4 separate regions of the Mus musculus genome follow, and regions 1, 3 and 4 are each linked to region 2. A link is a contact called in public promoter capture Hi-C data. All regions are on one chromosome and are shown on one strand. Each heading gives the region's core, a stretch centred on a gene start, on an enhancer-like site or on the middle of the called end of the contact. The rest is flanking DNA. Distances are from core to core; before and after follow the strand shown.

Region 1 (6,409 bases), core at 2,738-5,237, 2.2 Mb before region 2:
TGTGAAAAACTATGTTTTTTGCCTAAATGTAATGTTGGTTAACTCCTTTTCCAAAGCGTCTGGGTTACCTACCATAGAAAACAAGTCCTTTGAGTAATTACTTCAAAAAACAAATGAAAAGGATTCAGTGGTTAAGAGTATTTGTTCTTGGGTCCGAGTCCTAGCACACACTTGGTGGCTCAAAATCATCCATGAAGAGTTCCACAGGATCCAATGCCCTCTTCTGACTTCCTCAGGCACCAGGCACAAATGTGGTGCCGTCACAAACATGCAGGCAAAACACTCATATTCATAAAATAAATCTCAATAGAAAAAGAGAAATATACCTCTCTCAAACCTATATACCCAGTTGATCTCTATAGAATTTACTCACATGCACACATGTGCACACACACAAACACACTTAGGCAGCACTTAAATCTTGTGCTTTGGGGCTGGAAAGAGATCTCAGAAGTTAAGGGCAATGGTTGTTCTTCCACAGGTCCTGAGTTCTATTCCCAGCAACCACATGGTGGCTCACAACCCTCTGTTATGGGATCCGATGCCCTCTTCTGCTGTGTCTGAAGAGAGACAGTATACTCGCATACATAAAATAAACAAATCTTTTTTAAAAAAATCTTATTTTTTTTTTAATTCAAGAGTTTATTGAAGGCTACTATAACATGGGAAGCGATTATCAGGGAACCAGTATATTCTGAAGATGATGTTAGCCCAGCCTCACCTTTCATTCTTAAAATATCTGAGGTAGTGAAGAAAGGCATCTGCATTCCCTTCAAACTTAGAACTATCAAAAAAAACAATGAGAGGAATAAAATGTTTCTTTAAAAGTCAGAAGTAAACCAAGAAACAGAATCCAAGTATCCTATTACACTGCCTTTGTGAACAATCCCAAGTGGGTTCACTAAAGGAGGCCAGGAGACAAACACCTCTCAATCAGTTAGTGAAGGGAAAACATTAGTGAGCAAAGGTTACCCTACAATGGATGAGCTTATTCCGCCATTAGTAATGCTGAAATGATGAGAAAATACATTCTCATTAGTTTCACTGACCTTCCTTTAAATGATCCAGTTCAGCAACTCAGGCAGATCAAATCTACTAAACAATGGGATACTAATCCTCAAATCCTGGGCTACAAAACCCAAATTTGGGAATATTTAACTCTGCTAACCAAGCATTGGGTTTTAAAGACAAATGTTAAAAGGCAAATTTAATTTTCTGAATTAGATGTCAACACAGGAAAAATATCAAATAATTTATTAAGATTAGACTTTTTACCAAGTGAAGATAACTACTGCCTTTGCAAAGATAAATAGGCACTCCTATTATATATGCAAGGGCTCCTTAGCAAACCTTTTAAGTATTGTAAAGACCTACTAATAAAAGACGATTGCACAAGGAATCATTTATCTCTGGCTTAGAAAGTAACTTTCTCAACAGGTACTGTTTTTAAAAGAAAGGAAGGAACATGGCAATGTGAAGATGAAATGTCTTTTGTTGTCTAGTCAATAAAAAGCAGTTAATATTGAAAATCATGGTTAAAAATAATGTTTTTCAAGCCCTTGGTTATGAAAAAAAGTTCAGTAACTTGAAAATTGTAAATGCTACTACCATCAATGTACTTCAGGTTATGTTACAAAGGGAAAAGCTGTTTTCCTTTGATCCTCTGAAAAAAGAAATGTTAAAGCTAGACCATAATTTATACAGTATCTAAAATATGTTAAAGTTCAACAACCTCATAACTTCCTAAAACTTACCTTTAACAGGATGTTTAACTTGTATTTTCTTTAAGATAATTTGCTCAATATTTTTTAAAAGTTTGAGAATTGATTGCAATGGAAGGGTTAGATAAAGCTCAGAACTTGATCCACCAATTACAAAAAGCAACCCGTTAAAAACACAGAATTAGCCTCTAACAAGTAAAAATATCTCCACCTATTCCAGTGCAAGGAATTCATACTATGGGAGAGGAACAAGAGAATTTACATGCAGGTTGTTTGATAGACTCTAACCACAATATTTAACATTTTGTGCGTATTTTAAGATGGTAATCACACACCCACACACGAAAAATTCTTAAGTCAAATATTCATTTTTTCAAGATTTGGAAAGCAGCAGAAAATTCTTCTCCTCTTCTCTCCCCCCACCCCCGCCCCCATCCCCACACTCCCTCCACAAAGAAAGTTTTAAAATACAATGTTAAACAAGACTGGAAATCTTTCTAATAAAATGTGTTTGAAACACCTGAATTAATTAACCCAAGAGAAAAGAAACTGAGGCCTCACACCTTCTGGTGTGGGAATGGGGAAGTCGGGGTGGTACTCGCTATCTTCCAGGATCACCCCAAAGTCTATTCCAAAGCAGAAGTTACAAACTCAAGATTTTCCTTGGAGAGAGTGGCTCAGACACAACGGATACCTACGCAGAGGGAAAAAGGGCAGACTGCAGATGGAGTGTTTTACTTTTTAATATTAATCTTGGTATTTTTTTAAAAGGGGGCTGGTGGTCCGATGATCAATCTGGAAGAAAAGTGATCATGCAAAAAGAAGTCTGAAGACAGAACAAGAAAACTAAGAAAAAAGGCGCGGCGATCTAGCGGGCAGTGGAAGGATGGGAGGGCGGGAATAAAGAGAACACTGATGGAGAATGACAAGGCCACTCGGCTGGACGCTCAGTGCACTCCAGCCTTGCCCGCAGCCGCTGAGGGCCTTCGTCCAGGGTTCTCCTTGCACAGAGGAAAGGAATTGAGCATCTAGGAAGCAGAAAGCCGGGCCTGGGGCAACGCCGCTCGCGCCCCGGGAAGGAGCTCCAGGCTCGGTCCCCGCGGCGGCTCCTCTCCCAAGCCGCAAAGAGCCCAGTCTGCGGAACCGCGGGCAAGTTTCTCGTGCAAGTCTAGCATCTTCTTTCAGACTGTCCCAGCTCGCCTGCGAGTAGGTGCATGGTGGACTTGAATTTCTCCGCGCCCCTAGACTTCTGCCCCACCTCATCCTCCATCCCCCTTTTCGGGAGACGTAAACGACCTCTCTCCTCCTCCGAGCTATTAAAGACCGTTCCAGTCACGCTTGGGCAAGGAAGGTAGAAATTCGTGAGGCGGTATCTGTGCCGGGCGCGGCTCCTGGAGCCGATGAAGGAGAAAACCAGGACCAGGGAATTACAAAGGCCCCACACCCTCAACATCTCCCGCCATTTCCCTCACGAGTTCCCCGGATGTAACCCCTTCCCCCGCGGCGGTTAAGAGACCAAGGCGGCGGTAGCTCCCGTAGGTGCAGAAAGAAGGAACTCAATTCAGGTTCCAGCTTCCACAACCCAGTTTCAGGAGACTCTAAAATGCGCTTCACCTTCTAGGCCATCGGTGGAGCACATTAATTACCCAGTAGGTTTCCTTCACTCTCCACTCACCATCAGTTCCAGCTTATCGACCTCCGCCTCCATATTGAATAGTTGACATTCCTCAGACCGCTGAGGCGCTTAAGCTGTAAGCCGTGCTAGCACTGAGGCCCTCCATTGGACAGCTGTCACTCAACGTCTTGCGCTCATTGGCTAGTACGTTCCATCGGCGCCCGCCCATTGGCGCCTGGGTAACGCCCCTCGTTATAAAACGCACTTTCCTGTTGGACAAAGACACAAAACGCCGCAGGGGGATTGGCTGCTGAATATATGAATTTTTCCATTGGCTGCCTTATGGTCCCTACTTTCAAGTTCATACTTGGAAAAGAGTTTGCGATTGGTGTACTCGGAAGCAGCAGCAGCCAATGACATAAAAGCTTCCACTGCGGGCCTAGGCGACGTGACACACCTCCTTTTCTCTCCGGCTTCCCCGCCCCTTCTCGCCCGCCTTTCCTTATTCATACAAGAAGCGCCTCAGTTCCGATTGGCCAGGATGTGATGCTCTTTTGGCCAATCGTAGTCCAAGCTGTGCTTTGATCCTTTCAAGACAACGAACCCTGTAGAGACCACGTCTACGATTGGTCGCTCGTCGGCAAAGATTTAATTTTGAAATTTTCTTTATGGTGTGGAAGAGGCTTAGGCCCGAACTTCGTCTAATCCCCAGGCTCTTAGACTAGTAAGTGCAACGACGTTTTTTCTCTTTGTTACCTGGTCCCGTCTTCCGTTACTCGAACTGTTGATGACTGGGTTCTTATGGAGGTGGGGTCTTGAGCTGGACAGGGAAGGGAGATGGAGCAGAAAAGGAAAGGTTTCGGGCAGGAGAAGAGCTCCGCTGGCAACATCTGAGACACATTTTTTATTTAACACTGCAATATATAGTTTGAAGTGATTGCCTTTTTGCTCAGTCTTTGTCGTAACTTTTTGCTTCTCAAAGGGGGCCCACCGACTGGCGGTAATTGGCTTCTCTGGGCGCTAGCGAAAAATGCAAATTATAGGAATCTACCCAAATTTCCTATCACAATGTTTATTTAACCAGATGCTCTCCCCAGCCATTCTTCAGCGCATTTACGTTTATGGAGAAGTATTTTATGTCAGGTAATTTTACAGTGTTCCATGATGCAAAATGACTTCTGACATCTACTTTAAAAGTATACCCCTTTTACTGTGTGTCTAGTAGTGTGCTGGGTAAGACTAAGGACCTGTGGTCACTCTGAGAAAGACACAGGGAAGAACCGGGTGGGGTTGGGGATAGCAATGCTTCACGACTTAAAACAAAATTGACTATAGGACAATGGCAGAGATCATGCTTCAGCATTCAAGGCAAACCAACTAAACTGATGATGGAAATTAAATTGACTAGAGGGGGATGTAAAACATGTGTTTTAGAATAGTGATGATGAAGTAAATCTGTCACTTATGCTGCTGCTACAGTTTTAGAAGTGCCCCTGGCCAAAGACCTTTCCATATAACTGATGGAGTTCTTAAAGAACCAGCAGTGTCAACTCATGAAGAAGACTAATTATATTGTTCTGAGACAGGAGCTTGTGTATCAACAACTAACCCAGACTTTTTTAAATTTTATTTTTTCAGATAAGGATGTATATTTAAATATAAAACAGAAATATTTTAAGTACTATTAAGTGTTTCAAAATACCTGTCTTTTTTGTTTGTTTGGTTGGTTGGTTGGCTGGTTGGTTTTGGTTTTTCGAGACAGGGTTTCTCTGTATAGCCCCAATTGTCCTGGAACTCCCTCTGTAGACCAGGCTGCCCATGAACTCAGAAATCCGCCTCCCTCTGCCTCCCAAGTGCTGGGATTAAAGGCGTGTACCATCACTGCCTGGCTTCAAAGTACCTGTCTTAAAACAAACCTTTCATTTTGGGTAATTGTATAAAGCCTGTTAAAGTTACTATAGCCCCATAGTCTATTAGAAAAAGTCATGGTCTCTGGAGACTTATAGGTCTTCATTATACTTCATTGTATTATATTAGGCAGATAGCTAGTCTAAGCCTCAGCTTAATTTTGTATAACACTAGGACTAAAATCTTCCTTGTCAGGGATTGAAACCTTTGAGGACATTGAACATTAGCTGAGGAAAAGTAGGTTGTACCCCACTTGAGGGGGCATTTAACAAATGGTCCCTCCCACTATGACATCTGCCTATCATAGTAGGTGCTCATTATATGTTGCTGAATCACAAACCTATCTTTTAATATAATATAATCCACTACAGCCATTTTCTCTATTGTAAGAAAAGCAAAGGGCTAAGTACTGTAGTCACTCAGTAATAGACCACTTGCCTGGGTTTGGTCTCCAGCCGGGAAGAGGGACTTGCAGGGAATAAAGAGAAATTAATTTGACTTCATGAATAAAACCACAAAAGCAAGGTGAGGGGCTAATGTAAAGCCAAAGGGAAAGATTCTGCAGAGACATTGTAATCTGAGTTTACAACTTCTTCCATTTGAAGTGGTTTCTAGAATCCTGGTTACTTTCTCTCTGGCTTTTGGTTTTATCTTGTTTTATGAGACAGGGTCTCGTGTACCTAGGCTGGGCTTGAATAAGTCTATCCATAAGTCTTGATCTACCTGTCTCCACCTTCCGAGTAGTGAGTACGGGTGTACCTCGGATTTTAGATGTCTTAGATACAGGATCACTTATGTATCTTAAGATGTTCTTCAATCCACAGCAGTCCTTCTGCTTCAAATCCCAGTCCCCAATGCTGGGACTGCAGGTCTCTACTACCATGCCCAGAACTACAATTTAAATCTTAATCAAGGTTGGAGAAAAAGGAAAATCCTTGAAATAAGCATAAAACAACCAAGATATATAACATATTCAGGGATGTATAAAATTTCTATATCATAAATCATTGAACTATATACTGAAATTTTAAACATTTTCTATATTATACATTATTATCTAAGAGAACATTCATTTCAGGAACTAAGGAAATGGCTCTGTAGTTAGGAGCACTGGCTGCGCTTCTAGTGGACTTGAGTTCAATTCCCAGCACCCACATGGCAGCTC
Region 2 (6,945 bases), core at 1,011-3,510:
TTTAAATAACATTATGCCAGTGATTTACTACCTTATCTAATACAGCCATTATAGTGAAAACAGAGGTATTTTAGCTTGTCAACTGCCTTTTTTTTTTTTTTTTTTTTCATAGCTTGGTTCTTTCCTAGTACCTGGTGTATATTTAATAGTGAAAATTAAAGCTAGTAGCTATATACATATTGGCTCAATATTTGTTACCAAGCATAACCTAAAATTCAATTAATCAAAGTAGGTACATAGATTGTAGTAGTTGTAGACATAAAACACAAGATTCTCTAAAAATGTCCATAGTTTTACTATGTATTTTAACCTGTCAGAAGGTGCGTGAAAAACTGGACTTCAACTAAGGATCGCACTGTTCTGCTTTTAGTATGGCCCAAAGACATATTTACTGGATAATCACACCTTTGGGAACACACAATGGTTCTTCCAGTTTATTATGTCACCTACTCTAACAATGACCACACAATGTCATAAGTCAACAAGGCTAAGGATGCACTGTGGGATTTTTTTTTTTTTTTTTTTTTGGTTGTGACTTGAAAGACTTCATGTGATCAAAATACTTTTAAAGGTCAGTAACAACAGCTTTACCCTATTTTACCAGAAAATATTCGATCTGTCCTTAAGATCTGGTAGTTGTACAAGCAGCGAATGGATTTATTATTAAAACCATCAAGACAAAACATTTTCCATCTTTTTGGCTTTACAATGGACCTCCGTAGACTAGTACCTGAGAACGTGGCAGTAGTCAAGAGTGCAGAGGAAACTCTCTTTACAGCAGCTCTGGTTCTCGGAAGATGGTCAGACCGAAGGGCCTTTGGCCACTATCAGTAACTTTGCCCAAGGGAGTCCCTTAAGTTAATATTAACTCAAGAAGTTCCTTTGGTCGGAAGCTACACATAGACTACAGTTCAGTTTTCTGTCTATTGTAACAACAGATCCTGCACATATTTTCCATCCATCTTGCTGCAGTCCCCATAAGGCGGCCGGCTCTGGGTGAGTCAGGGTAGCAGAGCCCTTTCCTCCAGTCTTACAGGGGTGGAAGTCCGCATGTGTGCAACCTGGAAAACAAGGTCAAAGGTCTCTGCAGTGTCCATTCTCCTAGACCTCGACAGCGCCAGCTCTTCATCGCTCACCCAAGTCTTATCTGGGTTCCCCCCCCCCCCCAGTGGGCTTTCCACCCCACCGGTCTCCAGAGAGCAGATCCCGGGTCGTCACTGGCAGGGACCCCGGCTGCTCCTGCTGGGCCTCCCCACTGGCCCTATTTTCACGCTCGTTTTGGTAAATCCGGGGCACCACGCAGGTCAGCCGAGCGCGACAGCACAGGGGGTTCCCCCCACCCGTACAAGCCGATTTCGAAAGTCGGGACACGAGCGAGGCGGCCGCGGTCTCGCGAGAAGAGGCAGGCCCCGCCTGGAGTTCGCGGCCCCCCCTCCCCGGCCCCACCCTCCCCACGTCCCCCGCCCTCCCTCCCACACTCCCCGTGGCGCGAGCGGCTGACTGAGCCTGGAGAGGAAACGGCAATCGCAGCCGCGCTCCCGCCCAGGCCGGCCCTGACGCGGGCCTCGTCAGCCGGTAACGGGGAGCAGAGGTGGGGGTCAGGGAGGCGTCCTCGAAGTCAGTGAAGGTCAGAACCGAGAGCTCTCTCTCTCCGACCCGGGTGAGGACTGGGGTCTGAGCTCGCCCCCACCCCAACTCTGCAGAGCCGAGGCAGGGTCGACCCCTCCCAGGGGCGGGGTGGCGCCGGGCAACTGCAGCCTAGGGGGCCACCCTGGGCGGGGCGCTCAGCCAGGAGAGAAGGGGTCAGCGGCAGGGGGTGCGGGCTTGGGCTGTGTAGCCGAGGCGGGGATGGGCTTCTGGAGCCCGGACTCCCGAGCTGGGCGGGGATGTCCCGGGGCCAGCAGGTCCTTTTCCGCCTCTCCTTTGGACCCTGACTGGAGGCCGGCGGGCGGGGGGGGGGGGGGTGGGTGGGTGGGGAGGGGGGGTCTGGGTGGGGGAGGGCAGGCGGCGCGAGGGGGCGGGTCCCGGCGCTGCGGGGCGCTGATTGGCTGAGCGCGTGTGGAATCGGGTGATGGGAAACGCAGCGCGGCTCTCCTGTCCTCTCTCGCTCCGCGCCCCCCCACCCCTTTCACCCGTGGCGAATGTGCTGCGAGGTGGCGGGTGCTTACGCTCGCGGGGTTTGGCTGTTGCAGGCAGGAGCTGGGAGGAGGCAGCAGCAGCGGCGGCGGCAGGAGCAGCGGCGGCGGCAGCAGCTGGGAGGAGGTGGTGACGGTGGCAACGGCAGCGTCGGGGACGATGGCGCGACTGGTGGCAGTGTGCAGGGACGGGGAGGAGGAGTTCCCCTTCGAGAGGAGGCAGATCCCCCTCTACATAGACGACACCCTGACGGTGAGCGAGCGGGCTGAGCGGGCCGGGCCGGGATGGGCCCGCTGCTCCCCGGCCTGGCAGCTGTTTCCCCTCCCCCAGGCCGAGCGCTGCGCACTGGAGAAAGAGTGTGTTGCAACTCCTAGGCGAGGCCGCCTCTCCGATGGGCCCCACGAACTCGCCATTGCAGCGGGGCCTCTCGGTACCCTTGGCAGGCCCCAGATCCAGCGCCCCGAAGGCACTTGGAGGTCCCCTGCTCGGGTCTTCCTCCCTCTCCGAACCTTTGGCCTTTAGGCCTGCCTTTGAGACGCTGTTTGCCTAAGCACGCGCCGGGGAGAAGGGTTGAAGGAGCTGGGGCGTTTAGGGCCTGTCCTCTCCAGAAAGCACTTACCCTCCGGGAGGCTCAATTAGTTGAAAATGTCGCAGCTGCATTGTTACCTGTGTGTTTCCCGTTTGAACACTGTAGCTATCTCTACATAAGTGTAATTACTGAGGGCAGAGTGACATTCTCTTGCACAGCGAAGATTCCACCTAAATGATTTGATTTCCTAATACGTCTCACATTGCCTAGTACATTATAATTCTTGAAATGGTTGGGTTAAGCCATGACTCTTCAAAATGGGCCTTCGTGGCATTTTTTTGGTTTACAAGTAGCCCAAGACCAAGTTATTGACTGTAAAGTAGTATGAAGAACTGACTGCTCATTGTGGATAGAAAAACACAAACGTGGGAAGATGGTTGTTTTAAGACTTGGTGTTGGTATACCTTTGCCGACCCCTCTACCCGGTGTTGTAGTACTGTTTCCTTTAAAAGGAAATGGCAGAAATTTGAGTTGATTCTGAGCAGGAAGTAAATGCAGTTGCTTACCACAGTTAAATGAACCTTCTCCGAACAAGTTTTGAAATCTTCATTTTGATGCTGACGCTCCTGGATTTTGCACTCGCCCATTGTGATCTGATGTAGATAAGTCTTCCAGCCTTTGACTTTTTTTCCACTCAAAGGCAGATCGGTTATCTTCCTGAAAAAAAAAAAAGTGTAGTTATGTACTGAAGGTTTTAGCATTTTATGTAAAATGCAAGTCATTGTGGAGATGCCAGTCTGAGCCTTTTTGCCAGTCTCAAGAGCTTCAGTACTTTTAAAAAATTAGGGAAGCTATTGACTGGTTCACTTCGATGGAACTTTGCAATGGAAAGCATGCTTTAAAAAAATAGTCTAATGATTTGACATAAAGTAGAATTTATATTAGAAATTACTTGTATGTATTGGTTATGGTTTCTTATTTTCTTGAATTTTAATTTTAATGGGCTTATATTAAAAATAGTTTTAAAAAAACAAGCTAGAAACCAGTTAAATGATTTTTTTCTCAGTATGATAGTGCTTGGTCATAGTTCATTTGTTATTACCTTCTGTCCCCTTCACCATAAAACCTTAAAAAAACACAGTTTGATAACAACCTTTTTTGTAGTGCATTTTTCCCCCTTAATCCTGAGGTTTGGGTTAATTTTTTTATTAGTATATAATATGAAAACAGAAAACCATTTTAAATTTTGTCTATTTACAAATTTTAAGATAACTTATACTCTCCTTTCACATAACCACCTTTAATGTGAATGTAGCACATTAGTCAATACTTCATAAAGCACTTTTAAGTGAACAGTATGTTACATTCTTGATGATGTGAGTTTCCAGTTTTTTTCATAGATAAACTTACATTATGGTTTAGTGTCACCTGCTTTTGCCTTGTACTGGGTGTCTGAATTTTGCTTTTATTACAGACTCATTACAAAGACAATTTAAGCTTATTTAAATAACTTCAAATAATAGGTATAATTTTTCCTTGCTTAGGAATGACTTTTGGCCACTAAGGAATTAATTTTGTTAGTTTGTCTTGAAAACTTGTGAACTGTCATTGAATGCTGTTAATGAGTATTATCAAAAATTCACCTACAGCTATGCTGTATGTAGGGACACAAGCTTCTTTCAAGATTTCTCAATCCCAGTTAAAGGGAGGATATAGAACAAAGCACCTGTTGGGAGGGAAGCGGGAAGAGGAAGCAGAGGTGTGTGTGTGTGTAGTGGTCCATTGCTATTTGATGGCAGTGTTTGCCTGAAGTTAACTTGGTTTGATCTTTGTTCCTAGCAACCCAAAGGGGAACCTTGTGATCTTTGAGTAAATGGTTTTAGCAATCTTGTTTGCAGAAAAATGTTAGTCTAGTTCATTCTAGTTATCACTGCACATAGGCTGGGCTGGGATATACTGGAATATTTTATACTAGTGTGTATGTGTACGTTTGTACATCTATATAGATATATACATGTGTGTATGTGTGCATGTATGTGTGTGTGTACATGTAGGTGTATATGCCATAGTATATGTGTGGAAGATTGAGGACTGTTGATAGGGAGTTGGTTCTTTCCACTGTAAGTTTTGGGATGGAAGACAGGTTGTCAGGCTTTACAACAAGCACTTTTACCCACTAAGCCATCTCTCTGACCCTCTCTTTGGGGTCTCAAATTCCTGGGCTAAAATATCTTCCTATTTTAGCCTCTAAAATGTTAGGATTAAAGAGGTATACCACAACTTTTTGTCATCTTTTAATGTTTTTAATGGTTGTACAAGTTGTATGATATTCCATAGTATCACCCTTCCATGAGATTCTGACTTCTCATTTTTGAATAACACCATAAGAATATGGATAATGCACTGAGTTATTACTTTTCCCCTTGGGCTTTTGGAAGTAGAATTACTGAAGGATAACATTTTACAAGTTTCTTGGTTCATGTTGTTGAATTATTACATTTCTAGAAGATAACCCTTTTAATTCAAATCTATCCAAATGATCTGTAAACTGGGGTGACAAAATGGCTTAGTGGGTAAAGGCGGTTGTTGCCAAGTGTGATGATATCATTCATTTCTTGGAATATAAATGGTAGAAAGGAAGAAATGGTTCCTGCAAGTTGCCCTCTGACTTCTACACAAGAACATCTGGCATGGATGTGCTCCGCTCCAATAAGAATAATGAGTAGATTAGAAATTGATAGGAGTTCTGAAGTGTTGAAGCCTAAGAAGCAGGAAATGGTAATCCTAGGGGATTAGGAGTTTAGCATTTGCTACAAGTTTAGTATTTAGTGTTTCCTTTAAGCTCTTTAATATTTAACTTTCCTAATGTATGTTAAACTTTCCTGATGCATGTTAACTTTTCCTGATGCATGTTAGAAGTAGTTTTGTGAATAGTGATATAAAAGAGTAATACTAAAGTGACATTTTGATAAATACAAACTTAATCTTATTGATTAGAGCTCATGGAAATGTTCTGAAACTTTTTTTCTTTTTTTGTGGTCTGGTAAAACTGGGGCAGATGCTTAAGAGTGAAAGTCAGTAACGGATGCAATAAACTTTACAAAGCAGTAATTGCTGCGCAATGACTTGTATTTTTGGATGGCTCTGGACAGGCATCCCCATCCTGCAGCTGAAGGCTAATGACTGCTCTGTGAAACCACACCTCATGTGCTTTACAGGGCGGCCTTCCTCTAGGTAACTTGGACTCTAAGGTTAACTCAGGGAAGTGCTCTGAAAAGATGGAGGAGATGGTGCTAGTGGTCCCTTTTCTTACCGTTCTCTTAATACATTAAATGACATACACTAGTTGACTAGAAAACAATAAAATAAAAAGCTGTTACCCTAAATGTTTGAAAGGCAAGGATGAAGTAATATTTAAGGCAGAGTATGTGGTTCAAGAGAAAATATAAGAGGCCAATTCAGGAAGGATTTGATTTTGATAGTTATGCTAGTTGCTAAGAGGATTGACACCTGTGTATTTCTTTTTTCTTTCATTTGTATGCATATCATATGTGTCTATGTTTTATTAGTGTTTGAACCCTGTCTCTCCCACACGCTATGCAAATTATCTACTTCTGAGTGAACGTCCTCATACCTTAAAAAAAAAAAGTTTTTATTTTTATATGTGTGGTTGTTTTCCCTGCATGATGTGTATCTGTGCACCATGTGTGTGTCTGGTGCTCTTGGTCCAGTAAAGGGAGACTGAGCCCCTAGAACTGGAGTTACAGATGTTTGTGAGCCACCATGTGGATGCTGGGAATGAAACCTGGGTCCTCTGGAAAGAGCAGCTCTTAACTGCTGAGCCATCTTTCCTGTGTGCCTCCCTCCCCTTTACATTTTCAGATGTGGTTTCAATAAGGTGGTTAGGCTGATCCCAAACCTTTTAAAAAGTACATTTATTTATTTATTTGTATGCATGTTTATGTGTATGAACATGTATACCCCACCCCTATTCACATATGTGTAGAGGTCAGAGGACAACTTGAGGGAGTTGTTCATTTTCTTTAACATGTGGGTCCCCGGGATTGAACTTTGGTCATCAGGTTTGGCAGCAAGCACTTTAACCTGCTGACCTTGCTGGCCCTGGCCTGAACTTTTGATCCCCTTTCTTCAGCCTCTCAGGTCACTGATTGCTATCTAAAATTATTTTCCTTCGTTGTGCTTTGGAGCCTGAACACAAGATCACTCATATTAGACAAGTGCTGTACTCCCCACTATAAGCCCAGCTTGACAGCTAAATT
Region 3 (6,814 bases), core at 4,082-6,581, 2.3 Mb before region 2:
ATTTAGAAAGAAAGGAAAGGAAAAGATAACAAAGAAGAAATAATCTCCTTAGTACAACACAATAAGCAGAGGTCCAAAAGCACTTTCAAAACTTTCAAGCAGCCGGGCAGTGGTGGCACACGCCTTTAATCCCAGCACTTGGGAGGCAGAGGTAGGCAGATTTCTGAGTTCGAGGCCAGCCTGGTCTACAAAGTGAGTTCCAGGACAGCCAGGGCTATACGAAACCCTGTCTTGAAAAAAAAACAAAACAACAAAAAAAAAAGCTTTCAAGTAATCTCAAGCCCTTCATGGAAGAATCCCAGTCTATACTGTCTCCACCAAATACTCTCTATTAATGGAGACCTTAATCTCTGTAGCTGCAGCTTCACAATTAAAAACTACCATGTACACTGAATGATAAACTACTAGAATAAAACTTCACACGTAGATAACATTTTCTAATTTCTCAATTATCTTTTAGCTCATTTCACTCTTTTCCAAACTACCCAAGAGGCACATTGCTTTATCTAAAACCTGTAGCTAAGGAATCAAAGCTAAGAAAAATTGAGTTTCTCCTTATATCAGTGTGAAAATAAGTTTTATATGTAACCTAGATCTGCACATCACAGTGGCAACAAATACAGGCTTTAAAACAGATTGACTGATTTAAATCCAGCTCTAAAACTTGCTAGTCCTGTAACTAGAAGAAAATCATTTAAGTATAACAGAAATTATTTTTTTTTTCCTTTTTCTAAATTTTTCAAGACAGGGTTTCTCTGTGTAGTCCTCCTGGCTGTCCTGGAACTAGCTCTGTGGAGCAGGCCGGCCTCAAACTCACAGAGCCTCTGCCTCCCGAGTGCTGGGGTTAAAGGTGTGCGCCACCACAACATGGTTAGAAATTACTCTTGACAAAGGGACACTTTTCTCTTTCCTCGGGTGCTTGTGAAAGTCAGGACCACCTGAACTAGCTAGCTCTCTCCCTCCACTGGGACTGGACTCAGATCCAGCCTTGGAACAAGCACCTTTACCTGCGAAGCTATCTTGCAGCCCCACTCCGTCTTTTTATGGAAAAAATAAGGAAATGGGAAAAAAATTTTTTTCAGGGACAGATTTCCTATGTGAAGCCCTGGCTGTCCTGGAACTCAGAGATCTGCCAGCCTTTGCCTCCTTCCTACTGGGGTTAAAGGCATGTGCCACCATCATCCTAGTAGGAAATAGAAAATTTGAGGTGATGAGTATATCAGATAGCTTTAATTTTCTTAGTTATGGAAATTATCTGAGTCATGTCAGCAGGGCAGTCTCAACCACGCATTAGCATGTGTGCTACCGGATGTGTACATACAGCCAAAATTAATTTTCTGCTTTATACCTTGGGCTTTCCAATAATTTTACTGAGGAATGTGCCCCCACCTTCAACTAATAGAGCCAATCAATTATATTCATCTCCACTCTTTCTCATTATCATGAATTTCATTCATTTCCTTTGAAGTCATTAGCAGCCTTTTTTTTTTTTTTTGGTTTACACATAAAATGGTGAATTATACTACACAAATTTCAATGTAATCACTGAAATTGATTTTCTTAATCAGATTTAAACACCTTCAAAGAGTATTGTCTATCATTTATTTTCATATCTCTAAATCTCAAACACAATGCAGATTTGTAAAATGTGTAATGAGTTTGAGTTAGGAGTGCTGGCAAACACCTTAAAACCCAGTACTTGGGATACAGAAGCAGGCAGATCTCTCTGAGTTCAAGGCCATCTTGGTCTACAGAGTAAGTTATCTAGGACAGCCAGGGTTACACAGAAAAAGCCTGGCTTAAAACACCCCCCACCCCCCCAATATAAATTTGGTTCTACTAGGGTGGAGGAATGTTCACTGGCTAAGAACCCTGTCTGCCCTTGCAGAAGACCCAGGGTCAACCCCTAACATAGAACCACCTGTAATTCTACTGCCTGGAGATCTGACACCCTCCGAGATTCCAAGACCACAATCCACACATGGTACACAGACATATATGCATGCAAAATACACATTGCACGCACACATGTGCACACACACTCATTCTCACGCACACAGATATTTAACTCACATTTAAAACATGGTACTCGAGCAGGGCGTGGTGGCGCATGCCTTTAATCCCAGCACTCGGGAGGCAGAGGCAGGCGGATTTCTGAGTTCGAGGCCAGCCTGGTCTACAGAGTGAGTTCCAGGACAGCCCAGGGCTACACAGAGAAACCCTGTCTCAAAAAACAAAAAAACACAAAAAACAAAACATGATACTCTATTGACAAACCTTTATTAAAGATATATTTTAAAAGATCACAAAATACATTAAAAAGGGGAGGGCATGGTTAATACTTACAGTGAAGCATATATAAACCAAATACACACGGTATGATGGAGCCCTCTTTAGTCTCAGCACTCAGGAGGGAGGCAGAGGCAAGTGGATCTCTGTAAGGCTGAGGTCAACCTGATCTGCAGAGTGAGTTCCAAGCCAGCCAGAGCTACACTGTAAAACCTGTCTCTCAAAAAAAAAAAAAAAAAAAAGAGAAAAAGATTAATAACAAAAAAACCTGAATATACATAAAAAGAAATACAACTTACCCTAATACAGCTGAAACAACAGAGCTTGGAGCAATGAGGACACAGTCGAGCATCCCGCAATTTCTCCATACAAATGAAACATCGGAAAACCTCAGCAATGCTCTGAAAACAAAAGAGATAAGGGTCCCAGATTACACTGAAGAACATGACATAAAAAGACTTCATGCAAGGCCAGGCATGATGGTGACCGACTTTAATTCCAGCATTCAGGAGGCAATGGCAGGCGATCTCTATCAGTCTGAGACTATACATGACGAGTCCCAGGCAAGCCAGTAAGACCCTGTCTCAAGAAAAAGAAAAAGAAAAAAAAGGAAAAGAAGAAGAAAACAATTCACTTAACATTTATACTTACTTGGTACTAATAATGCTCAGTTTTAACTATACTCCCTGTCAGAACTTGATTAGTCAGAACATCTGGAAAACATGCTTGTCTTTTAATAAGCCTGATGATTCCAAGAAAAACAAACAGACTAAGAAAGTGGCTTAAACGATGGAGCGCTTGCCTTGAAAGCATAAGGGTCTGAGAACCCCAGAATTCAGGTACAATCCAGGATGGTGTTGCATGCCATCCCAGCTATGACACGACAGGGGCACACACAGGCAGATCCCTGGAAGCCCACTGCCAACTAGCCTGGCTAACTGGTGAGGTTCCAGGCCAGTGAGACCCTGTCTCAAACAAAAGGTGGAATGTAATGACCAATGACCTGGGTATGTGTAACAGACACACGCAAGCACACAGACACACACATACTCACTCTGATACACATCAAAAAAAAAAAATGAAACCATGAAATGCAAAGAGAAACTTTATGTAGAAATATTCTTACTGAGGGGGTACTTATAATAAAAGTAAGAATGTGATTACAGCCCTTACAGACAAATACTAAGTAAATTATGCCAAATACAGCATGCAGAAATACTTATAGTAGAAAACTGTGTATGTGTGTATCAGTAAGAAATGGAAGAAAGATTGCATGACTAAATACACAATGACAACTTTTTACTTCTGTGATTTCCACAATGGAGATGAACTACTTTTGTAATTAAGGGATGGAATTTGTTTTTAAGAGACAGTTTCACTATGTAGCTCAGGCCAGCCTGAAACACCTTGTGCTCACTATCTTGGCCTAGAAATCAGAGATCTGCCTGCTTCTGCTTCCCAAGGGCTGGGATTAAAGTATGCATCACTGAGTCCAGACATGAGCAAATTTTTAAGAAGATATACTGGAACGGGCAAGGTGGCTCAGCATTGCCAAAGGCTCCTACCACCAAACCTGAAGACCTGACTTCTATCCCAGGAATCCCACATGGTAAAAGGAGAAGCAACTCCAAGTTGTCCTGACCTCCACGCCGGCACATCAATGCACACCCATGCACACACTAAATAAACAAACATTTGTAAAGATATCGTGATTAGAGGCAAACTAATTCAGAATCTGAATTTCTGTCCTGATGTAATCAACTAATTATGTGAGCCTGAAAATCTGCAGCCACTATAAATGCGAGTGTCCCTATTGACATTAAGTTAATAACTAAAAAAAAATTGAAAACAGGGAAGTTTACCCACGTCTATTTTTACTCCATTCCAGAAAAATTAAACCCTCCTAAAACCAAGAAAAGTTTACAAAACCTTCACACAACTTTCACAAGAGCAATTAAGTAGAAAATTACTGATGGTCATAACTGCAAGACCAGGTCCTGAGAGATGCGGACTCTTAACTGGCTTTGGGAAGACAATAAAACCATGGGGGTGAACTGGGTTAATCTCAAGAGCAATGCTCAGTAAGTTATCCCTTATTTTTAAAAAGCAAAAATCATGTAGTACTTTAGTCTCTGAACGGTTCACGCCCCCCAGCCCCCAAGCAATCGTTTTGATGATTCTAGCCTTTATGGAAATACCCCAATCATGAAATCATCTTACAAGAATCAATGCTGGAAACTACTAGTCTTTAAGTCAGTCGAGTGTGAGAGAGGTGTGTGTGTCCTACAAAATGAACCGCTGAGGGTGAAAAAAATGTTTAATCATGCAGAGCAAGTCGTGGCGAGAAAGCAGGGCAAGTCCTTCCGATGAATTTGCAATTTTGCTCTAGAAAGGCTCAGCCTGCAAACAGCGACGAGAGCAGGTGCCAAGGCATCGCTGGAGCTCCGCAGCACCTGACTGCGGAACAGATTCAGCACCGGGCATGCTGAGGGCTGGAAGCACTACCGCCGGGCCAGCCTCCCTCTCCGCGACTCGCAGAGGCTGCCTCCCACAGGGAGGGCGAGCGCATGGGGCCCCGGATAGAAAAGGAGCCCAGCCGCCACCCTCCGTGATGCCCCTCACCTCCACACTCTGCTCATCCATTGCCTCCGGCTCTCGGCGGGGCCCTCGGCGACCCTCGGAGTCCGTGTCTGCGCTGTCAGGCGCCGGCCCGAGGTCGCCAGGTCAGCTGCGCTCACCTCAGCAGGCTCCCACAACAGTGCCACCTCCGCGCCCCATCCCGTCGGGTTCCCCACCGGCTACCCCGCATTTCGCCATTTTTTTTTATCCGCGCGCCAGCCCTGGGGCGGAGAGGGAAGGGCTAGCGGTAGCCGCAACGCCTTCCTCCCGCCTCAGCAGCTGGCCTGCGTCCGCGTGGGAGCCCTGGCCCACGTGACGCCGGCGCGCGCGTGTGAAAACCGCCGCGGGGCCCGTCCGGGGCGGAACAGGCGCCACAGAGAATTCGCAAACACCAACGGTAACCAGGGCAGCTAGAGGCGCGGCAACGGGGCGGACGCGATGCGCACGCGCACTCGGCGTTGCGGGAGGGGAGGGGAGGGGCGGGGCGGAGCGGGGCGGGAGGAGAGGCGGGCGCCCGGTTCCCGCGGTGCGCGCAGCACACGAGACTTGGAGAGGCGGTGCCGCGGGGAGGCGTGTCGGGCGTCGGCGCGGTGCCCTTCGCCTCGCAGATTTTACCGCCAGTGATGTAGGCTCCTTGGTGCGTCCTAATTGGAAGAAGCCACGCTCCCGAGTATTAGGAAGGGACGGAGAGTCTTATTTGCGTTCCCATTGTTTGTGGGTCACCTAAGGAGACCCTGGAGCCGGGAACTCTTGCTTGGTTAGTGTTTGCTTTCCGCCTCTGGGAGGAAACGCAGACTTTAAGCTTTAAAAAAAAAAAAAAAAAAAAAAAAACTTAGTCCCCCTCCATAGTAAATGCATTTGAAAGCTCCAATTGTAATGGACCGGCGATTTCTCTTGACCTGTTATTTTGAGACAAGGTTTCTTTAGTTCATGATAGACTGGACGTATAGTGAAGTCTCCAAGCTTCCTGGAAGTAAGGATTGCAGGGGAGAGGTACCACGTCTTCTCATTTTGGTGAGACAATTGGATCCACATCCCACCGACTAAGGCTTTCTTGCAGCTTGAGTTGTTTTTGCTATGGGGACTAACAAAGAGTCTAGGGAATCGCTTCTAAATTCCTTCCAGAAGAGACCAGTTAGGGTGCAGAAATTGAGGGTATGTGAGACAAAAGGCGTTGGTCAAATACTTAAATCTTAATTCTTCTCTTAAGCTTATTACAAAGTTATTTATGAACCCAATCCAGAGAATTGATAATCTAGAAAGAATCTTTTCGTTACTAGCAACATTTTTTAAAAATTATATGAACTATAAACAAGATTTATGGAGGTAGGACGGATGGCCCAGAGGTTAAGAATACTTGCTACTCCGGGGGAGGACCACTCTCTAACCCTGCCTTTGGTCTCCAGCCTATACTCCAACTCCATTCTGCCCACCTAAAACACCCACACTCACATGCACATATATTAATATAACCCAAAATAATCTACACACACATAATTTAATTAAGTAGAGATAGAATATGCTTTCACAAGCTGGGCATGGTGGAGCACTCGTTTAGTCCCAGCATTTGGGGGACAGAGGCAGGTGGAGTTCCAGGACAATCAGGGATACACAATGACACCGTGTATTGAAAAACCAAAAGCAAAAAAGGCTTTCATTTCAAACCACTTATGGTCTTTGAACTAGATGCAGGCTGATAGTTGCAGAATAATTTTACTAACGTGTCCTGAATTGTACCTTTTTGCTGATGTTCCCATGTCACCTGCACTGACCTAGAACTTGCTATAAAGCATATGCCAGCCTTCAACTCCCTCCTTAGCCTCTTCAGTGCTAGGATATACATAGGTATGCCACCACATTCTATTTACACTTTAAAATTTAATCTATACCTAAAAATTTGTGGAGG
Region 4 (6,407 bases), core at 1,516-4,015, 2.1 Mb before region 2:
TGCTCACAGCCAGAGCCGCACTTAGGTGGCAGAAGTGAGAACACACAGGATTAGTAAGCGAAGACAAACACTGACTGTGAAAGGATGAGTAGATGTATAAATGTGGCTTAGCATCACAAAGAGGAGTCAATCCCAAGGCAGCAGGCAGAGGAACCACCTGTGAGCCCAGGAGCCTCTCAAACCTTTATTGCCAACCAATTTTTCTTTCTTTCTTTCTTTCTTTTTTTTTTTTTTTCCTTTTTGGTCTCATTGTTGTTGTTTGTAAGGGAGCCTTCTGACTCTGAATAAGTTTGTTGCTGTCTTTCTGTTGCTCTCTGGGATAATATCCTCTCTGTTGCGGCCCTCGGCTTCAATAATTATCTGTCTATTCTCAATCTGTCCATTGGCCTGGGCTTCTTTCCTCTCCCATAGGTTCTCGGAATAAGTCCAAGGCAACAGGGAAAGGTGCTGAAGATGGGCACTGAGTAAATGTGTACTGAGGGCCCATGAAGGTGTTTGGGTGCAGAGAGAAAGAGAAGCAGTTTCTAGTACTCACTCCCTGCCCCCCAACACACACATACACACTTCTTTGTTTCGGTTCTCCCTTCTGTCAACTCACACAGCTTGGCTCCTTTGGCTGGAAGAAGGCATGATCTGGCTTTTTTTTTTTTTTTTTTTTCCTGGCTGGCTGATTCTATTGTTTTTCAGCCCTGTGGTTCTGTGGCCTCTTCCAGTCTCCTGCAATCACACAGCAGGCCTGCAGGGGTCCTCAGAGCACCCCACACAAGGCAGGCTTTCTTTAGCTAATGTTATCTTTTATTTAAGCACAGAACAGTAGCCTCCAATCTTGTTACATAACATACCAGTATCTCAGGGTGTTAAAACCAGTACAGAATCTACTGTTAGGCGTTAGGGAACCCGTGGATATAAACATATTTAGTAACACACTATTGCAGAAATGTAACCAATTTGATTTCCTGGTTCCTGATTTGAAATGTTAGAGTTGGAAGGGATGTCAGAAACCATCTTATTTCAGCCGTCCTTATTTATTTCTGCAGTAATGGGTATTGAACCCAGAGCCTCAAGAACCTTAGGCAAAGTCTCTACTGTGAGTTCCACCACCAGATCCCAGCCCTCCCTTCTTTTAGGCGATGGGTACTAAGGCCTAAGGGCACAGAGGAATTTAACCTCAGAAAGCAGCCTTGGGCTGGTAATCAAGCTTTTGATAATCTAAAGAATTTAGTATATCTTCTTAAAGATCCAATCTCAAGTCTTTTCAAGGTTGTGGTTAGTTAGCTGAAGGCTTTTGGACTCCAGGATTTATAATTCCCAAAGCAGTCAATTGTAAATATTGACAGTGCCCCTACACTGAAACCGGTATCTGCCGGCAAAAATGAGTGGTTTTGTTCTTACTAACGTTGGGACTTTTTTTCATCCCTAACCATGCGATGTACATTCACTGAAGACAATTTAGTTGATTGCATATGTATTAAAAACAGCTGGGTGGAGTGACAGGTGACGTTTTTGAGTCACCCGGGGATCTACCCAAATACCAGCCTGGGTTTGTGTGTAAACTGCTGCCAGATAGGAGACCAAAGGTTCCTGGGCCTCCTTCAGCACCCCAACCCCGCATGAACTTTTTTTTTTTCTCTTTTTCAGTAACCTGGCTAGCTTGGACCGATCTAACCAAGAATGACCTTAAACTTCTAACACTTCCCAAGCCTTGGGTTATAATTGGGCTATAAAGCAGAGAACCACCTTGTCCAATTACCTTGTGTTTTTTTCTCTTCTAAAATAGCAATGAAAACATGTATTTTGCCCCAACACCATTCAGAATCCCAGTGTCTTAGAAAAAAGGGTGGGTCTGCCGTGTCTCCCCCGCCCCCCCCCCCGCAGAAATTCTTTTATCAAATTGACCTGTTTTCCGGTAGGAAGACTCTGCCCCACTCCACCCACCTGGTGCCTCCCTGGACTTCCCGACTGTCATGAGTTTATTTTTTAACCCTCTCTTCCTTGAAAAGCACCACCCCACTGACCCAGAATGCCAGTTCCTCCCTTTTGGTCACCTTGACTACTCTTATTGTATTTTCTGTTGCTAATAGACCTCACTAACCATTAGCAATAGGGATCCCAGTTTCTCTATAGTCTTTCTCTATGCTCTTCCACTCTCAGTACTGGGGATCCAACCCAGGGACTCGAACACACCAGACAACCCTTTCCTAGTTTTAATTAGGAAATTTCGAGCAGGGCAGAGGAAATAGAGAATCTCCGCTTCTGAGCAGGGCATGGGTGGGCATGACGAGACTGGTACTATCTTACTAAATACACCTGCCTTGAACTCTGCGGGTCACTTTTAGTAACTTAGGCTCTGGGTCAGGAGTGGCTTAAAAAGTGGAGCGAGGAATTACTATCTAGGTTCTCAAAACAAAAGCACTGTAAATCCCACTTCCCAACATAACCCCGGGTCCTGGGAATCCCAGTAAAGCCAGACAAACAGGCTCCTATCTCAGAGAGCTCCCCCACTCTAATCACCTCTTCTCCCAGCCCTGCCCGCCAGCTGCCAGGACTGGCGGGACCCAGACCTTGCCACACTCCTCGCACGCGCGCCCCGCCAGGGCCGAGGGGCGGGTGGGGGTTGGGGGCGGGAGGCAGGGAAAGCAGGGGCGGAGTTCCGTCCTCCAGTGATTGGCTCCTGGCGGATGGGCTGCGGCCGTGCAGGGCCAACCAGTGGCGTGTTGCTATGTGCTGAGCCGATGGGATAGGCGCGGGGGCGCGTCTGTCACCCGGCAAGCCCCCAGCCCGGATTCGGAGGGATGCGGAGCGGCAGTGGCGGCGGCGGTGGCGGAGACTGTGGCTTTAAGAGCGCGCAGGGAGCGCTAGAGTCAGCCGTGCAGTCCTTCATCGCCAAGCACTCCGGAGAGCCCGGCGCTGGCCGGACCGGGCAGCCTACCGCCAGGTATGAGGGATCTCGAGCTGGGCTCGCGTGGGCGTGGGGCGCATTCCGCTCCAGTTCGGGCTGTGCGCCCTGGGGACGGTCGGGCTCCTGGGCTGCGTGCAGCCGGGCTCGGCTGGGGCGGTGCTGTCGCGGTCCCGAGGGGGCTCCCCGAAGGTTCCCGGGGTGCTAGGGGCGGGGAACGGGTTGCTGCAGCCACGTGACCGGTTTGTTTACAAACACTGGCGCGCGCTCCGGGTTCGGGACTCGGCGGGTGGCGACGAGCCGCCTGGCAAATATGGGGACCCAGAGACCTGAGCGCCAACGCCTCCCTTGTTCGGCGTGACCCACCCCCCACGGATGGCACCCGGCGGCACCCGGCTGTATGGTCGATGTCTCCATTGAGATAGTTGGGTCTGGGGCACGTCGCCCTCTAAAGTCCCCGGAGCGCTTCGGCAGCCCCAAGCCAAGGGAACCACAGCGAGTTCCTGCCTGGACGCTTCCCGGCGCCTCCCCTGCGGCCTTGCCAAGGGGTGGGCACGAACTCTGTTGCCAGACTCGCTGCGGGGGCCTCTGCGGAGAGTCCCTCCCGCAGCTGGCTCCTGCCTCTCTTCCTGCTTCAAGTTTACCTGCCTGGTTGCTGACTCCCTTCGGGTGATTTTTTTTTTTTTCCGAAACAGTGGAACCTTACACCCGTCTCCTGGCTGGCACTTAGGGGGAAGCACTGTTGCTTTGGACCCCTCGTGCAAAGAACTGCCTGCCACCTCTGACTTCACTTTTACCCACAGTTTTTAAAAAGCTGAGCGAGCATCCTCCGGTTTGCCTAGCCTTCCACGGCCCGGCTGCTGGAAATGGCAAATGCGCCGGAGCCCTGCTTTTTGGCTTCCTTGTTGATTTGTTGTTGCCACGTTGGAGGGTCTTTGAGCCACTGAGTTGGAGTCCTATTAGTCTTTTGTTCCTCATGCTTGTCTTCGTTCTCGCAAGATGGGCTCCCTGTCCAGAGCACTGAACAACAAGCCTAGGGATTACTTTTCTGAACCCCATTTACAGAACATTAGAGGCACAAAGGAATTACAGTAAACCTCATGCTTGAGGCTCTGCAGTAGTCTGCCTGGTTTGGGGGTTTACAGGATCTGGTCAGTAAGATTGGGTTGCTTTTCCTTTTGGCACACACTGCTGTAGGTTTTACCTGAGTTCAGTCCATCAGCTTTCTTAGCATTTGATATTCTTATCTTTGAGGAAGTTTCACTCTCTTTACATCATTTTGTAAATTCTGTAATTTGTCAAAAATAATGGCTTTATTAGAACATTTTCATACACATATCTCATTGTGACTGGTTCATACTTAACTATGACTGCTCCCACCCCCGGTTTTGTACTGAGCTGTGATGAGTGACTGGGTTCTTTACAAGCCCGGCCTGAGAAGAGCTGGGGAATCTTACCTTAGGCACTGTGATTTGTCCCGGATTCCACGACAGGGTCGGATGCGATAGAGCGGGGTACCTGGGCTCGTGCACTGCCTCAGTTGGGCTCTGCCTAGTTTAGGGTTCAGTAACATCACTTCTTAGATCTCTCTGCTTGCCTTGAGATAAGGGTGGGAAATGGAAAATAAAGAACACAGATAAGAATATGTGCCTTTGCCAGGCAGTGGCAGTACACGCCTTTAATCCCAGCATCTGGGAGACAGAGACAGGTGGGATCTCTGAGACCAGCCTAGTCTACAAAGCAGGTTCCAGGACAGCTAAAGCTACACAGAAATCCTGTCTCAGAAAAACAGTGACTAGTTTTCCCAGCCGGGAGTGGTGGTAAATATCTAACCCCAGTACCCCGTGAGGTAAGTTCTGATCACTGCAAGTTTGAGGTCAGCCTGGGCTGTATAAAGGGATTCCAGGTTAGGCAGGGCTATGTAGGGAGACCCTTTGTCTCAGAAAACAAACAAACAAACAAAAAAAAACAAAACCAAACAAAACCCCTTCAATTCTTTAGAACCATGATTTTCAAACTTGGCTAGGGATCCGCAGTAAGGGATACATTATAGCAATGCATGCTAGCCTGGACTAGACATTCTAGGAGGCAGTGACTGTTGCCATACTACCTGCAGTATGTATGTGCTGTTCTTTTTCCTGCTTCATTAGAAAAACAACAATCAGCTGGTGGTCATGACTCATTAATTTGATTTCCTAACCAAATGGGTCACGACCTTCAGTTTGAGAAACATTGGTTCAGGGCGGAGGTCCTCTAGCCTGGCTGTGCATGAATATGTCCAGAGTAATATTTAGAAAGACAGCAGGGTTAAAAAGTTTGTATTTTATATATACAAAGATACATTATACATGTATACGTATAGTGTGTATAGATGCTTATTCTCTCTGTCTTTTTTTTTTTTCTTTTTTTTTTTTTAGACAGGGTTTCTCTGTATAGCTCTGGCTGTCCTGGAACTCACTTTGTAGACCAGGCTGGCCTCGAACTCAGAAATCCACCTGCCTCTGCCTCCCGAGTGCTGGGATTAAAGGCGTGCACCACCACGCCCGGCTCTCTGTCTTATTTTGAGAAAGGATTTCATATTATACAGTCTAGTCTGACCTGGAACACATTACATAGCTCCAGGCTGCTTTTGAACTTTACTACAATCCTCCTGCCTCACCCTCCACAGGATAGAGATTCCAGGCGTTGGACACCACACATCTGTTTAGGGGTGCTGATGGGGGGAGGGTGCTCCTTAGCTGATTCAGCTTGCTGATTACTGGGAGTTGGCGGCAATGAATATTGAGAATGGATGTGAAATGCAGCGTCAGGTAGATGGCTCCTACCTTTGCAAAGTTTAAGGGGCCTGGCGTGGTACTATGCAGCTATGGTCCCACTCAGGAAACCGAGGCAGCCAGCTCTTGCGCTCTGTGCCAGCCTGGGCTGCAGAGTGGGATCCTCAAAAGCTTTGGTGAAGAGAGTAAGACTGGCAGGCCTTGCACCCGCTGCACCCCAGCTCCTCTGAGGCTGCCGCTCACAGTTCTGGAGCAGTGTCTGTTTCTGAGTGTGTGTGGGGGTGGGAGATGTGAGCCCCGCTGGGGAGCTGCTGTGCTGTTCACAGATTATGTGAATTTTCATTGTCATAATGATGTTAATGGTTTTGAGGCAGTCATTGTGCCTAGGGGATTAACAACTGGCCAGCAGAAGAAAGGATTGATTTTGTTTAATGTCTGGCTGGTATTCCAGACTGTGTAGCCCCAGGGAAAAGCAAGCTGTGTCTTTATTTTGATTTGGGGGTTGGGGGAATCAGGGACTTGTCTATCATCAGATGTTAATAAGAGACTCAGGTTCCCACATCCCTTGCCTAGTCAGCTGGCTCCTTCCCACTGCATGGGCACGGTGTGTGCAGGTGGATCCAGTTAGTCATCCGGTTTCTGGTGCTTTTTACCTTTGCCTTTAAGCACAGATAACACACAAACACACCAGTGGAGCTGTCCATTCAATTTCGCCCTCTTATTTTGTCCAGACAGGT

Evidence for each region. Promoter capture Hi-C pulls out the DNA fragments that hold promoters and counts their contacts. Capture Hi-C pulls out chosen DNA fragments and counts their contacts.
Region 1: a promoter capture Hi-C map of embryonic stem cells shows a contact between it and region 2, with 4 times the contacts expected there. The contact joins the promoter of Prr11 here to the promoter of Ggnbp2os in region 2. A contact is called at or near these places in 7 of 39 promoter capture datasets (the C10 cell line, the HPC-7 cell line, cranial neural crest and 4 more) and 2 of 115 datasets of contacts at active chromatin or transcription factors (astrocytes and large pre-B cells).
Region 3: a promoter capture Hi-C map of adipose tissue shows a contact between it and region 2, with 3 times the contacts expected there. The contact joins the promoter of Trim37 here to the promoter of Ggnbp2os in region 2. A contact is called at or near these places in 4 of 39 promoter capture datasets (the 3T3-L1 cell line, cranial neural crest, hippocampal neurons and 1 more), 1 of 115 datasets of contacts at active chromatin or transcription factors (large pre-B cells) and 2 of 9 other capture datasets (adipose tissue and liver).
Region 4: a promoter capture Hi-C map of pre-B cells shows a contact between it and region 2, with 3 times the contacts expected there. The contact joins the promoter of Ypel2 here to the promoter of Ggnbp2os in region 2. A contact is called at or near these places in 2 of 39 promoter capture datasets (hippocampal neurons and pre-B cells).

Annotation. Positions count from the first base shown.
Region 1 is chr11:87,106,292-87,112,700 of GRCm38.p6, reverse strand. It overlaps Prr11 (proline rich 11), which reads left to right and starts at 3,987. Exons shown (of 10, transcript NM_175563.5): 1 at 3,987-4,060. It overlaps Ska2 (spindle and kinetochore associated complex subunit 2), which reads right to left and starts at 3,440. Exons shown (of 4, transcript NM_025377.3): 1 at 3,397-3,440. The coding sequence starts at 3,429.
Region 2 is chr11:84,865,320-84,872,264 of GRCm38.p6, reverse strand. It overlaps Ggnbp2os (gametogenetin binding protein 2, opposite strand), which reads right to left and starts at 2,260. Exons shown (of 2, transcript NR_131201.1): 1 at 2,169-2,260; 2 at 634-1,061. It overlaps Ggnbp2 (gametogenetin binding protein 2), which reads left to right and starts at 1,475. Exons shown (of 14, transcript NM_001364114.1): 1 at 1,475-1,660; 2 at 2,193-2,388. The coding sequence starts at 2,296.
Region 3 is chr11:87,125,592-87,132,405 of GRCm38.p6, reverse strand. It overlaps Trim37 (tripartite motif-containing 37), which reads right to left and starts at 5,331. Exons shown (of 24, transcript NM_197987.2): 1 at 4,912-5,331; 2 at 2,589-2,690. The coding sequence starts at 4,932.
Region 4 is chr11:86,990,120-86,996,526 of GRCm38.p6, reverse strand. Ypel2 (yippee like 2) reads left to right here and starts at 2,765. Exons shown (of 5, transcript NM_001005341.3): 1 at 2,765-2,935. Gm51915 (a long non-coding RNA gene) reads right to left here. Exons shown (of 3, transcript XR_003949754.1): 1 at 5,722-6,407; 2 at 4,354-4,493; 3 at 2,190-4,184.